Linked DNA regions of Rattus norvegicus: region 1 is linked to region 2. Evidence: chromatin contacts called from public Hi-C data. All regions are on one chromosome and are shown on one strand. The core of a region is the stretch at or near the end of the contact, and the rest is flanking DNA. Distances in the headings are between cores, read along the strand shown. Region 1 holds the start of Adamts5 (ADAM metallopeptidase with thrombospondin type 1 motif, 5). Region 2 has its middle 5.6 kb from the start of Adamts1.

Region 1 (7,128 bases), core at 913-3,412, 100 kb before region 2:
TCGTCGTAAACCTGAAGGCTACTGGGCCACGGAGAAGATGGCCGGTACCTCCATTCTCTGCCTTTGATGCTTGCCCACTGCCTTGGAATGCTGACTACAGGAAACCTACTTGATCATCTTGAGGATTGAGGAGCAAGTGTTTCAGCAGCAGCCTCCTTCTAGGTCCTGATTGGTTTCAGGATCCAGCCAGTCTTTCTCAACTTCTCCCATGTCCACCCCCCCCACACACACCTTGTTCTGTCTCTCTGAAACCCATGCCCTCTTTTACCTTAACTGTTGTTTCTTGGACTGCCTGGTACCTTACCTGAGAATGTACTATTTGGGGGAGCTATGCAAGTGCACCTGCTCTCCTCTGAAGCAATGAAGCTGAAAAGGATGGAAATGTGTAAATTATATGAGGTGTGTGCGGATTCCAGTATTGGACCTGCCTGCCACCCATCAGCTTGCTCTGAGAAAGCCAGTGGGTTTTCCAGTTCACCTTCTTAGAATTGATAATGAGAGGGGAAAAGGGATGGAGGAAGTAAGTGGCAGGGGCCATGCCATCTGCCCACTAATAACCACCAATCACCTCCCCTAAAGTATTCTTCCATTGGAATAGGAGCTTTGGAAATGATCCTGGAAGCAAGAGTAGGGGACCGACAGTAAGTGAATGACTTAGGAGAGATGTAGTAAGTGAATGACTTAGGAGAGATGTAGTAAGTGAATGACTTAGGAGAGATGTAGTGAGTAAACAAACAAAGGAGTGCTTGCCATTTAATTACCTTTTAAGAAGGAAAGAGAGAAAGTGTGAGCACAAATATAAAAGTTTGGGGTGGGGGTGCTGAATTCCCTTCAAGAGTTAACTCTTTCCCACCCTGACATCCTACAGCTCAAAGAGTTCCAGTGGCTGGGATAAGTGACAGATTGTGGGCACTGACCAACTATGCGCTGGAAAAAGCTGGGAGCACCGCCATTTATACACAAAGCCAAGGACTTCCCAGGCCGCAGCCGGCCCTGTTGGGGTCACCGCAGTGCTGCATGCCCAGAGACGCGCCAGGAAGCACCCGTGGCTGCCCGGCTGCTCAGCTGGTGGCCGGGAGAAGTTAGTCACCCCTAACCCGAAGTCAGCAAGTGTTGGAGCTTGAACAAGCTAGAAGATGAAAAGTCTGGAGATCAGCTACCCAGACGACTGGAGGGAGCCAGGGAAAAGAAAGATGGACTTGGGAGTGCACGGGCAGCTGCCCTGTCCAGTGAAGTTACCAGGTCAACAAGGCCAGAGCGCACCGGCCCACAAAATGAGGCAAGAACTTCATATCCCGTGCAAGAACAGCAAGGGGAAGGAGCTAGGGAGAGACTTTAAAAACACACCAAAACACCCCTTAAGGAGATGAGGTAAGCCGAGGTTAGCCAACCCCGTTTGGTTGTGAAATACCACAACAGACCCTGAGTTGCTGTGGCTTTAAATGAGGCCAAGTGAATTTTCTTGTTTTCTGCCCAAATGCTGTCTCTCTCTCAATCTCTCTCTCCCCCTTGCTCCCTCCTTTGTCTCTCCTTCCACCTTGTTAGCTAGGTTCTGGTCCCTTCCTCTTTCCGGGTCTCCCTTTCCTCGATCACCCTCCGCCTCTCCCGGCGCCCTCCCCCATCAGATTAGGCGCGGACCGGGAAGGGTGGGAGTGGTGGGGGAAGCTCTCCCTTTAAGAGGCAGCGTGCAGTGACGAATTGTTGAAATTGCCATTGCAGGATGGCACGCCGCTATAAATTCATTGTCCCACCTCCTCGCATCTTCACAGCGCCTGAGCCGCTCTCCGCGCCCGCAGCAGCCGCCGACTGGGGATGATCCCGGGCGGGAGAACGCGGCAACGGAAGGGACCAGGACGCGCCGCCTCGCTGGCTCTCCGCAGGCCGCCTCCTAGCTTTTGATTTTAAACATTTTAGGTGTTTTCTTTCTTTCTCTCTTTTCTTTTCTCCCGTCTCATTTCTCCCCGCCTTCGGGTTCCAGCAGAGCCGAGGAAGCCCTCAGAATAAGAAAGGAAGTGGGTCGGAGCTTGGAAGCTCTGCAGCCGGCCAGCCCCGGGCTTCGAGGGGGCGGGAGCCAACGCGCACCAGTTGCGGGCCGGGAGCGCGGTCCCCCTCCTTACTCTCTTTGCTCGTTTGTTTTAATCTGTTTGTGCAAAAATCTTGTCTGCGTTGGGCCTCTCTCCTTTATTTTGTATTCGGTAGCTCTCCAACTCCTGGCTTTTGCTCCCACCACCACCACCCTTTATTTAATTTTTTTAAATATTTTTAATTTTTTTTTCTTCCTCCGTCTCTTGGACCTCAATTCCAAACATTTTCCAAACCAACAAAGAAAAGTTCGCACGCTGGCACCGCGGCCAGGACAGCCTGGCGCTCTGCTGCGGGTTCCCCCTACCCTTTCCTGGACACTTGACTCAACCTTGCAAGCAAGTGTGTAGAGTGTGTGGGTGTGGGAGGGTGGGTGGGAGGGTGAGCCCCCCACCCCCGCCCCTGAAACTTCTATAGCAAATAGCAAACATCCAGCTAGACTCAGTCGCGCAGCCCCTCCCGGCGGGCAGCGCACTATGCGGCTCGAGTGGGCGTCCTTGCTGCTGCTACTGCTGCTGCTGTGCGCGTCCTGCCTGGCCCTGGCCGCTGACAACCCTGCCGCGGCACCTGCCCAGGATAAAACCAGGCAGCCTCGGGCTGCTGCAGCGGCTGCCCAGCCCGACCAGCGGCAGTGGGAGGAAACACAGGAGCGGGGCCATCCGCAACCCTTGGCCAGGCAGCGCAGGAGCAGCGGGCTGGTGCAGAATATAGACCAACTCTACTCTGGCGGTGGCAAAGTGGGCTACCTTGTCTACGCGGGCGGCCGGAGGTTCCTGCTGGACCTGGAGAGGGATGACACAGTGGGTGCTGCTGGTGGCATCGTTACTGCAGGAGGGCTGAGCGCATCCTCTGGCCACAGGGGTCACTGCTTCTACAGAGGCACTGTGGACGGCAGCCCTCGATCCCTAGCTGTCTTTGACCTCTGTGGGGGTCTCGATGGCTTCTTCGCAGTCAAGCATGCGCGCTACACTCTGAAGCCGCTCTTGCGTGGGTCCTGGGCAGAGTCCGAACGAGTTTACGGGGATGGGTCTTCACGCATCCTGCATGTCTACACCCGCGAGGGCTTCAGCTTCGAGGCCCTGCCGCCACGCACCAGTTGCGAGACTCCAGCGTCCCCGTCTGGGGCCCAAGAGAGCCCCTCGGTGCACAGTAGTTCTAGGCGACGCACAGAACTGGCACCGCAGCTGCTGGACCATTCAGCTTTCTCGCCAGCTGGGAACGCGGGACCTCAGACGTGGTGGAGGCGGAGGCGCCGTTCCATCTCCAGGGCCCGCCAGGTGGAGCTCCTCTTGGTGGCTGACTCTTCCATGGCCAAGATGTATGGGCGGGGCCTGCAGCATTACCTGCTGACCCTGGCCTCTATTGCCAACCGGCTGTACAGTCATGCAAGCATCGAGAACCACATCCGCCTGGCCGTAGTGAAAGTGGTGGTGCTGACCGACAAGAGTCTGGAGGTGAGCAAGAACGCGGCCACGACCCTCAAGAACTTTTGCAAATGGCAGCACCAACACAACCAGCTAGGTGATGACCATGAGGAGCACTACGATGCAGCCATCCTGTTCACCAGAGAGGTAGGTGATGCAGGTGGGTACCCAGCTCTAGGATGCAGACAGGTGGAAGGGAGGGTCTTGCTGGCGGCTCTGCTTTTCCCATAAATGACTTGTCACTCAGTAGAGATTTACTTAAATGCATCTTGTGACACACTCAGCCTCCACTTTCACTCAGCTTTTCTGCTTAGCCTCTGCCTTAATCCTTGCTTTAAGTGAGGGAACCGGCTTAGGAGATCAACATTCACTAGACTAGATGCCAGGCAGACAGGACAGCGGAGTGTATGATCATGATAAGGGGATATGCTCGTGTGTGGGGAGAAAGTGTACAGTTGAATGGCAAAAGGGAAAAAGTAAGACTGTCTCTGAAATTGGGTGTTTTCTACTTCGCAGTGAAGACAAAAGTTCTACTTTGTCCAACTTAACGAGAAGTTGGCAGTTGTTTTTATCTGATTGATGGCCTCCCTTGTAAATGTCCTTAAACGAACTCTTCTGCAACACTAGCCTTTTCCAAAGGACTCCTTTTTCTAATGTGGCTTCCAAATGGGCTTCTGACATATCCACCTTGGAATCTGAGTTCCTGAGAAGGAAGGAATGTGGGAGGGACAGGAGGATGCAGAAGCCCAATCAGCGGTGAGGACAAACCCCAAGGCCCTCTACCAGCACATCAGAAGCACCACCCTTCCACCCGGCTGCCAAACAAGGGTCAAATCCAGTTGGAAGGTTTGGGGTTTGGATGAATGTGTTTCTGAAGTTCTGGGCAGAGCTTCAGGATGTGGGGAAGAATGTTTTCCAAGGACTTCCCCACGTTAAGGATGATGGTTACAGAGAAGGAAAAGAGATGGGTCATTATAAGCCCAGACATTCTGGGAGCAACAAATCTATTTACGCAGTTAGCAGACCACCATGTTAGCATGACAGTTCAGACAAAACGTCTTGCTGGTAGTTGTGAGCCCGAGCATTTAGAAAGCTCCCCCCATTACCATTCCTTATGTATCCCCCTCCCAGTCCTGTTGAATTTCTTCTTCCCAGCCAATCCTTTTCTGCCGCCGTGTTTATGTGCACGTGTACAATAGGTGATCACAGCTTCATTGTCTGAATGATGGGATGGCTATGCCTGGCATATCTAGAAGAGAGCATGCCTGCTGTCATAGTCCTGTCCCCTACTCCTCTCCTCAATTTCCCTTGGTATATATCACCCATCCAGGTTGAGCACTAGGCTATCCATTCTTAGCACTGTGGTATGTTATAAGTCTGATTTAAGCTTGGCTTATTGCCAATTTCAATTTCTCTGCCTAACTTGTGCCTTTCCCATGGCTGTGAAGGGCTGATGTTTAAGGATCATTTTAGGTATATGAAATCCATCCAGTGTAACTTAAGTAACAACAAACTCTTACTGTGTACAGTTGCAAACTGTTACCAAAGAGGAAGGATAGATAATTCAATGGCAGGCTATAGGAGTTTCAGGGTACCAAAGCTTCCCAACCTAAATTTTCTATTTTTAATAAGGTATCCATGCTATGAAGAAAAAAAGTGTTGACAAAGTCAGATGAGAGAAACATTTGCTATTCATGAGGTGGATGTAATTGTAACCCACCAACAAAGACACCAGAAGCAGTGTCCAGGGGAGAAGTAGGCATCACAGCTTTTGTGTGCTGTGAAAAGTCTTTCATTTTATTAAGAGATGATCTGGAAGCCGTCCTTTAATACCTCTGCCTTGCATTGGCTTTTGAAATGATGCAACAGTCATTTTGTAGGCTGCCCTGAGAAGTTCTTCTGTAAAACTAGCCCTTTCTCACTTGAATTCCAAGTCTTTTTTTCTTTCTTTCATAAGCAACTTTCCATGTCTGGATTTCCTTGTGTTGCTATATAATGACTGCCTGCCAAGAAGGAGGCTTGGAGAGTTTGCAGAAGGAGGTTCCCTAAAGAAAGAGGAAAAAATACTTTTGTAGACAGACCACACCAAAAGGCAGTCACTGTAATAATTTTCTTTCAGTTTAATACAAAATTGTAGTGCATAATTCTAAAATTAACTGGAAGACTTCTCACCATTTGCTCTTTTCCACATACTTTCCCCCCAGCTAAAAGGAAACCAGCCCATGATTCTAAGTGATATCTACCACTTTTGCTGGGAAGATTTTTGTACTTGGGTAATTGACAATCATTGTTTCCCAGTCTCGGAAATGCACCACAACATTTTAACTAGAGAAAAAGTAAGGTAGAAGTAAATTCAACCTCTAACTTCTTTTTAATTAAAAAAAATCTTAATTACATTCTATTAATGGGAGAGGGCATATGCCAAAGCTTGCAAACAGGTCAAAATGGAGAACACTTGGGAATTGATTCTTTTCCTCCACGTGGGTCTCAGGAATCAAACTGAGGTTCTCGGGCTCTGTAAGCACGTGCTTTTACCCTCTGAGACAGCCACCTTGCCAGCCCTAACTTAAGGTTACTAAGAATTGCCACAACATTTCCAAGCTGGTTTGCACATGGGGAATATTTTACTTTAATCCTCTTTTTCCTCCTTGTCAAGCAAAAGGATACCTAAAAAAAGCAAATACCATTTGGATGGTGGTTGATCTCTAATAAGTTCATCTAACATCACAAAAAAATTGAATTTTTGAAGAACACTTAGAATATGAATACATTATTCTAATTTAAAAGAGGACTATTAGGTAGCTTGTGTGAGCATTTCAGTACTCGGCAATGTTCATCTGAAAGTATTCCACATGTGCAGTTAATCTCTATCTAATGTTTCGAAAAATGGAAACCAAAAAGTCTAGAAGAGGGAAGACGGGGACTCCTCTGTCCATGCAAGTTAGGTATTGTCAGGCTGGCCATATGAAAGAAATAACTTCCACAGTTATTTCTTTTCAATGAGAAATACCCAGAGTTGGCACCAGCAGTCCATTTTTACAACTCTGTTTTGAATGTGAGATGTGTGTTGCTTAGCAGCGAGACGCTCGACCGTCACATCCATGTTTTGATGGGCTCTGAGTTCTGCTCAAATTTTGTGTCCAGATGTCTTCTGCTAAATTGCTTGTTTTTCAGGCATGAAGCAAATGTGTGAGGAAGTGCTTTCCACTCCTGTTTACTAGCCAGTAACACCTTGAGCCTTGTGTCTAGGAGTCAGCAGAAGAGTGTTAATATTTCAGCTATCAAGCTAGCACACTTAGCTCTCAGGGCTGTGCACCAACCCTCAATAGTGTTCTAAGTATAGAAACAGCACCTATCATTTTTCTGTCACAAAGCCACTTCTATGTGAATGGCATTGCTGCTGAAATTCATACTATGTCTCCCACCAGACATTAGAAATCTAGTCCCTAAAGGTTTACTCCATCGCTTCCCAGAGTTCTCTCCTCATTCTGACTCTCACCCTTATTGTAAAATATGTTTTAAAAGACAGTCCTAAGCTTATGTTCCAAAATCATTTACTCCTCTTTAGAAAATAATCTTCCTGATTAATTTCAAAATCAGAAATCCTTTCACATCCCTCCCC
Region 2 (6,507 bases), core at 3,247-5,746:
AACATAGAAGTTTCTCAGAAGCTAAGATTAGAACTTCCATATGACCCAACAGTACCATCCCTGAACATATACCCCAGGGACACAGTATCCTAGTATGGAGACTGTTGCTTGCTTGTTTTCCATTCATAATCATTAGAAAATAGAAGCAGCCTAGAGTCCATAGACTGATCAGTGGATGACGAAAATGCAGTATGTATACATAGAGAAATTTTATTCGTCTATGCAAAGTATATAGCTGCAATATTTTCAGGAAAATGAATGGAACTGTAAAATGCCATACCACATGAGGGCACACAGGCCCATAAAGACATGTGTCATATGCCCTTTCACATATGGATTACAACATTGATCTTTTCCAGTTTGTATTTAAGTTAAGGTGAGTAACTAGAAAGGACAAGGCTTGTGAAGTGGAAGGAGACATTGAGAGGGACAGAGAGTAAAACATGTGAGTTATGGAAGTAGAAAGGTATTAATACGTATAAAAAGGATGAAAGAACTATAGCCACTGTAGTTTCTCAACATTCTGTCAGGTGACCACTTGCTTATGTTCATGTCCACCACATGTTGTACTCAGTGGGGTTTAAAAGAAATGGAGGACTTAAAGCAGCCTCATATCCCACACAGCTAGTTTCTTTGCTTCGTTATCTGACACAGTGATGAAAAAATTCTTTCTGACAAATGCCCAACAGTGGAGAGAGGGAACGTGAAGACTACACCTCCAGTAGATAGACAGAGCCTGAATAGAAGGACTGGGTTACTAACCCATAGTCAAAATTTCTGACCCAGAACTAAAAGAACTCCAGGAACAAAAATGGAGAAGAGACTGAAAAAAAAAGGCCCTTCAATGACTGGCCCATCTTGGGATGATTGGGTGGTGGGGTGGCACCAAGTGCTTACAGACAGGACCCTAGCATGGCTGACCAACAAGCCACTGACTGAGACAGATTCATATACTTACACACAACCACTGGACTGAGGTCACGGGCCCCTGCGGTTGAATTAGGGGAAGGATTGTAGAAGCTGAAGACAGCAACCCCATAGGAAGACCAGAAGTCTCAACTAACCCAGACACCAGGGAGCTCCCAGAGATGATCATACACAGGACAGTCTGAGGCCCCTGTACATATGTAGCAGAGGTCTACCTGGTCTGGCCTCAGTGGGAGATGTGCTTACTCCTCAAGAAACATGAGGCCCCAGTGAAGGAGGAGAGCACTCTGCAGGAGGCAAGGGGGGCTGAGGAATGGAATGAGGAACTGTGTGAGGTGGGACTGGGAGGAAGGCAACACTGGAATGTAAATAAATAAAATAATCAAAGTTTAAAAATTAAGACCAACCAACTTCATTTCAATATATTACTGTTAACCATGGCTACACTACTTTAAATGAGCAGCAGTTAATTTCACCGCCTATTTACACCCTTTTTAAAAGTAGTTAGGACAAAACAGCAACCCACAGATTGGGAAAAGATCTTTACCAATCCTACATCTGATAGAGGGCTAATATCCAATATACACAAAGAACTCAAGAAGTTAGTCTCCAGAGTGTCAAATAACCCTATTAAAAATGGGGTAGAGAGTTAAACAAAGAATTCTCAGCTGAGGAATATCGAATATCTGAGAAGCACCTAAATAGATGTTCAATGTCCTCAGTCATCAGAGAAATGCAAATCGAACCAACCCTGAGATTCCACCTCACAAGAGTCAGAATGGCTAAGATCAAAAATCAGGTGACAGCAGATGCTGGCAAGGATGTGGAGAAAGAGGAACACTCCTCCATTGTTGGTCTGAAAATCAGTCTGGAAATTCCTCAGAAAATTGGACATTGAACTACCTGAGGACCCAGCTATAACTCTCTTGGGCATATACCCAAAAGATGCCCCAACATATAACAAAGACACGTGCTCCACTATGTTCATAGAAGCCTTATTTATAATAGCCAGAAGCTGGAAAGAACCCAGACGTCCTTCAATAGAGGAATGGATACAGAAAATGTGGTACATCTACACAACGGATTGCTACTCAGCTATCAAAAACAATGACTTCATGAAATTCATAGACAAATGGAATGAACTAGAAAATGTCATCCTGAGTGAGGTAACCCAATCACAAAAAAACACACATGGTATGCACTCACTGATAAGTGGATATTAGCCCAAAAGTTCAAATTGCCCAATATACAATCCATAGACCACATAAAGCTGAAGAAGGATGGCCAAAGTGTGGATGCTTTAGTCCTTCTTAAAAGGGGGAATAAAAATATTCATAGGAGGAGATATGGAGACAAAGCTTGAAGCAGAGACTGAAGGAAAGGCCATTCAGAGACTGTCCTACCTGGGGACAGCTTACACACACACACACACACACACACACACACACACATACACAACCACCAAACCCAGACAATATTGCTGATGCCAAGAAAGGAGCCTGATATAGCTGTCTCCTGAGAGGCTTAGCCAGAGCATGACAAATACAGAGGTGAATGCTAGCAGCAAACCATTGAACTGAGAATGGAGTCCCCATTGGAGGAGTTAGAGAAAGAATTGAAGGAGCTGAAGGAGTTTGCAACCCCATAAGAACAACAATACCAACAACCAGAGCTCCCAGGGACTAAACCACCATCCAAAGAGTACTCATGGACAGACCCATGGCTCCACCTGTATGTGTAGCAGAGGATGGCCTTGTTGGGCACCAATGAAAGGAGAAGCCCTTGGGCCTGCCAAAGCTAGATGCCTCAGTGCAGGGAAATGTCAGGGAGGGAAGGGGGTATGATTGGGGAAGAGGAACACTTTCCTAGAAGAAAGGGGAAGAGGGAAGGGATAGAGGGTTTATGGACAGGAAACCAGGAAAGGGGATAACATTTGAAATGTAAATAACAATATCCAATTTAAAAAATTAAAATAAATAAAAAATTAAAGCAGTTTTAATTGTAGGTGTGTACCTATGCTAATGTGAATGCAGTGTGCCAGTGTGTGCCTGTGTGTGCCTGTGTGTGTCTGTGTGTGCGTGTGTGTGCCTATGTGTGAGTGTCTATTATGCATACATGTTTGCCTGGTTGCTTGTGGCCATATGCCTGTGGAGACCAGGGAACGATGTTCCGGAATTCATTCCTCACATTCTTCTCTTGATAAAGGGTCTCTCACAGAATCTGGAGCTAGGCTGGTGACCAGCAATCTCCAGCAACCCTTCCGTCTCTGCCTCCAAAGGCTGGGGTTTCTACTGTATGACTGTATGCAGTTTTTTTCCATGGGTTTCGGGTTCTGAACTATCTCCCTTCTTCTGATCTCTTCAGCCCAAATATGTGAGGTAAAAATAAGCTAAATGCTTGATTTGGTGATTATACGATAAATACATGTGCTGAGACATCACACTGCCTCCCGTAAACATGCACAATGTGTTAACTAGATGCAGTATATAAAAAATGGCTTTTTACTCTGGGCACTGTTCTTTGAGGTGGTACACGGCATGAAGAAAAATGTTTTTGTCAGAATGAATTCACTGCACTCTGAGAACTCCCAACTGTGTTCTTAGCTCCTTCTTCATTGCATTCAATAACGAATGTCTCCCACGCTAGCAGCGTTTCCCACTGATTACCTTCAATCTGTTACCTTCAGTCCTTACAATATTTCAGTTCAAGTTTCGACATCTTCATTTTCCAAGGAGTCTGGGGCTCAGTGGCAGTCATAGAGCCACTGAGCCATAGTTGTAAAGTACGCAGGTGACAGATTCAGAACATCCGAATCCAAACTCGGGTTTATCTCGATCTTCATCCCAAGTGCAGGGAACAGACTCACCCCCACACGTGGACGTGACTCTGTTAACCTTTCTTTCCTCAGATCACAGGATGACCCAAAAACGATTTGGGAAAGAAGGCTTTCTGGAGCAGTGTTTCTAAAATTGAGTATAGGCATCCATTGATCTCCGTGTGCTTGGAAAACAGAATATGCTGTGAGAGGGAAAACACAGCATAGAACTTCGAAGACAATCAAACGTCGAGAACACTGAGAAGTCTCCATTTCTCAGCCCCGGTGCATTGTCAGGGGCCATCTCAGTTCTAAATCTAACTACCTGTTGTCAGTAGGAAGGAGTGCTTCAAAATCGCCAAGTCCTTCGGTGGGGTACAGGGCCTTACAGGTTTACCACTTTTACTGTCAGGGACAAAACTCACCCCCAACACATTTGGAAACTTGACTTTCATCTTCTGGCTGTAATGGAAGCTGCGGGATGCCTCCAATCTCTGTTAGCTAATCAACAAACTGCATGCTTTGCGGTGGGAAAAGGGCAAACATTCTTCTTCAAAGCTCCTGCTGACTCACATCATCTGCTTTTAACTCCAGTATTTATTAAACTCGTGAGACTGTGCTACTATAGTTTACATTTACCAAGAACACAGCTTCAGAATATGGCTTTTAAATCACATAGTATTGGGAAGTCACTTACATATGGGATGATCACACATTGCAGGAAAAACTGTCTGGCTAAGACCTATTTTAAAATTTGTCTTTTGTCGCCTCCTGGTGGCTGCACTTTATCCTCACCCTGCCCCCACTCCACTACCAAACTTTTTTACCCTCCGCCTTTTTAACTTTTTGTTGTGGCCAAGGGAAATACTGTAAACCTGGAAAAGCAATTAAAGTCAGTACCAAGTGTCAAGTAACAGTGTACACTGAAAAAAACTATGCATAGTAAATGAACCAACAGGGCTGTAATCTCTGAATAGATTCATCTGTAATTTCTTTCTTCATTTGAGTTGCACTGAGCTCTCAACAGTGACATATAAAAGCAGTTGAAGATAATTCTTATTTTTTTTAAACCTAACTACTATTTGGATTAAGTTAACAAAATCACATAATTAAAAATTAGGTGCGGGCTCGAAACTATGTAAATACAAGTAAATTGCAATATTTAAAAAATTGGTTTTCAGGTTCCTTAAAATGGTAAGAGAAATCTGTTACACATCATTGGAAAGACATAAAACTTCTGTAAATTCCTAGTTTAACTGTAAAAGAGAAACATAATACCACTTGTTGTAGACGATCGCCACCTTGTGGACTAAACAAGAGGTGCTGCAGCTGGCGAATCTTAAGGTGGAATTTTTTTCTACTATAAAACTTTTTCAAAGAAAATTAATAATTGTAAAAAGAACATAAGTCTGATAATAATTTTATCTACCAAACTCTTGTATTAAAACACCAAGAGATATTTTATTAAAAAATTATGGCCATGATAGTTCATCCTTGAGATCCCCATTTCATACTGTATCATCTTGAACAAGTTAATTAATCATTTTAAGGCTCCCCTCTGCAATATTTCTCAAAAAATAAATAAGAAAGATTATACTCCCCTTATATCTTCAACTGTACAAGTTTGGAGTTTGTAAAAATCTCATGTCCAAGTGGAATCAATAATTTGATATTTATTAAACTCACAACTTCTTTAAATGGATTTTTTTTTTCTTTTTGAAATCTTGATTAAGATAAAAAAAATCTTCCTTGGTATCTGTCCCTATTGCTCTGAAGGGAGACTAATGCCAAATGGTTTTTGCGCTCCTAACTGACAAAGCGTGTGGTAGGAGCCATGAATCTAACTCTCCATGCTCATGAAATATGCTTATTAGCCATTGCTCTAGATAATATTTACACTCAAACAATCCTAATAGCTCCTCCATATTACCAGACTTCCTCAATCCACTGCTGCCTCCTGAGTGCTCTCTTTGATAAAGACTTCATGAGGATTATTCTGTGTCTTTAACCTGTGGATCCTTGAGACAGACAAACATGGAAGGAACTCGTTAAAGGGATCACATTGGCGTCTACTTCATTTCCTTCGAAAAGCACTTTTTTTTTTTTTCAGGAACATGGTGTGTTCAGAAAAGCCAAGTATTCTTTTAGAAGGTCAAACTTTTCACTTTGAGGTGAATGAGTTCAGGCTATCTCAGCAAATCTCAAAGTAAATAACTCTTTTAAAGTCTTTCTCTTGGGGTGTGTTAAGCTGGTGTTTCTGCAAGTTCATCTATGAAGAAATACACTCTATAGGAAGAACACCAGAAATACAGGGAACAGATGTTGGCAGAGCATAGGCGTTTTGGGTGCTGATACAAATCCAGGAGCAAGGCTTTTTACAAGTATAACATTATGCTAGTTTCTACAATGACCCAATGTTTCACCGTTGTCTCTCTGGCCAGTAAATGGAACCCCTAAGTGCTTACTTTTTCATTCAGATATTTTCTTTCAACTTACATTTTGCTTATAAAGATGTGTATTGTTATATGCTCGTGTGTCAAACACCGAGTTCTGATCTTAAGTTTTTTTCTAAATGGATTAGAGGACTCTTCTGAATGTGCACTTTTTTCACTTTAGTAATTGGCAACTCCAGCACCCAGGTCTCTGTTGAAGCGATTAAAAAAGAATCATTTCCCAGAACTACAGGTGCACAACAGATTGGAGCCATTATGCAAAAGAACAGAAATCTGGAGAGAAACCCAAAGAATATAAAAGCCATGTTCCTG

The links. Hi-C and Micro-C count contacts between places; a contact is called where the count stands out from the background.
Region 1: a contact with region 2 is called in a Hi-C map of psoas muscle, with 1.8 times the contacts expected there. The contact joins the promoter of Adamts5 here to the enhancer-like site in region 2. A contact is called at or near these places in 2 of 12 Hi-C or Micro-C datasets (Schwann cells and psoas muscle).

What each region holds. Positions count from the first base shown.
Region 1 is chr11:38,528,550-38,535,677 of GRCr8, reverse strand. Adamts5 (ADAM metallopeptidase with thrombospondin type 1 motif, 5) reads left to right here and starts at 2,162. Exons shown (of 8, transcript NM_198761.2): 1 at 2,162-3,653. The coding sequence starts at 2,559.
Region 2 is chr11:38,429,775-38,436,281 of GRCr8, reverse strand. No RefSeq gene overlaps it. Among named protein-coding and RNA genes, the nearest start is that of Adamts1, 5.6 kb to the right of the region's middle. Within about 2 kb of position 4,496, at least 2 of the 93 cell types and tissues checked have an H3K27ac peak or open chromatin away from gene starts, as enhancers often do.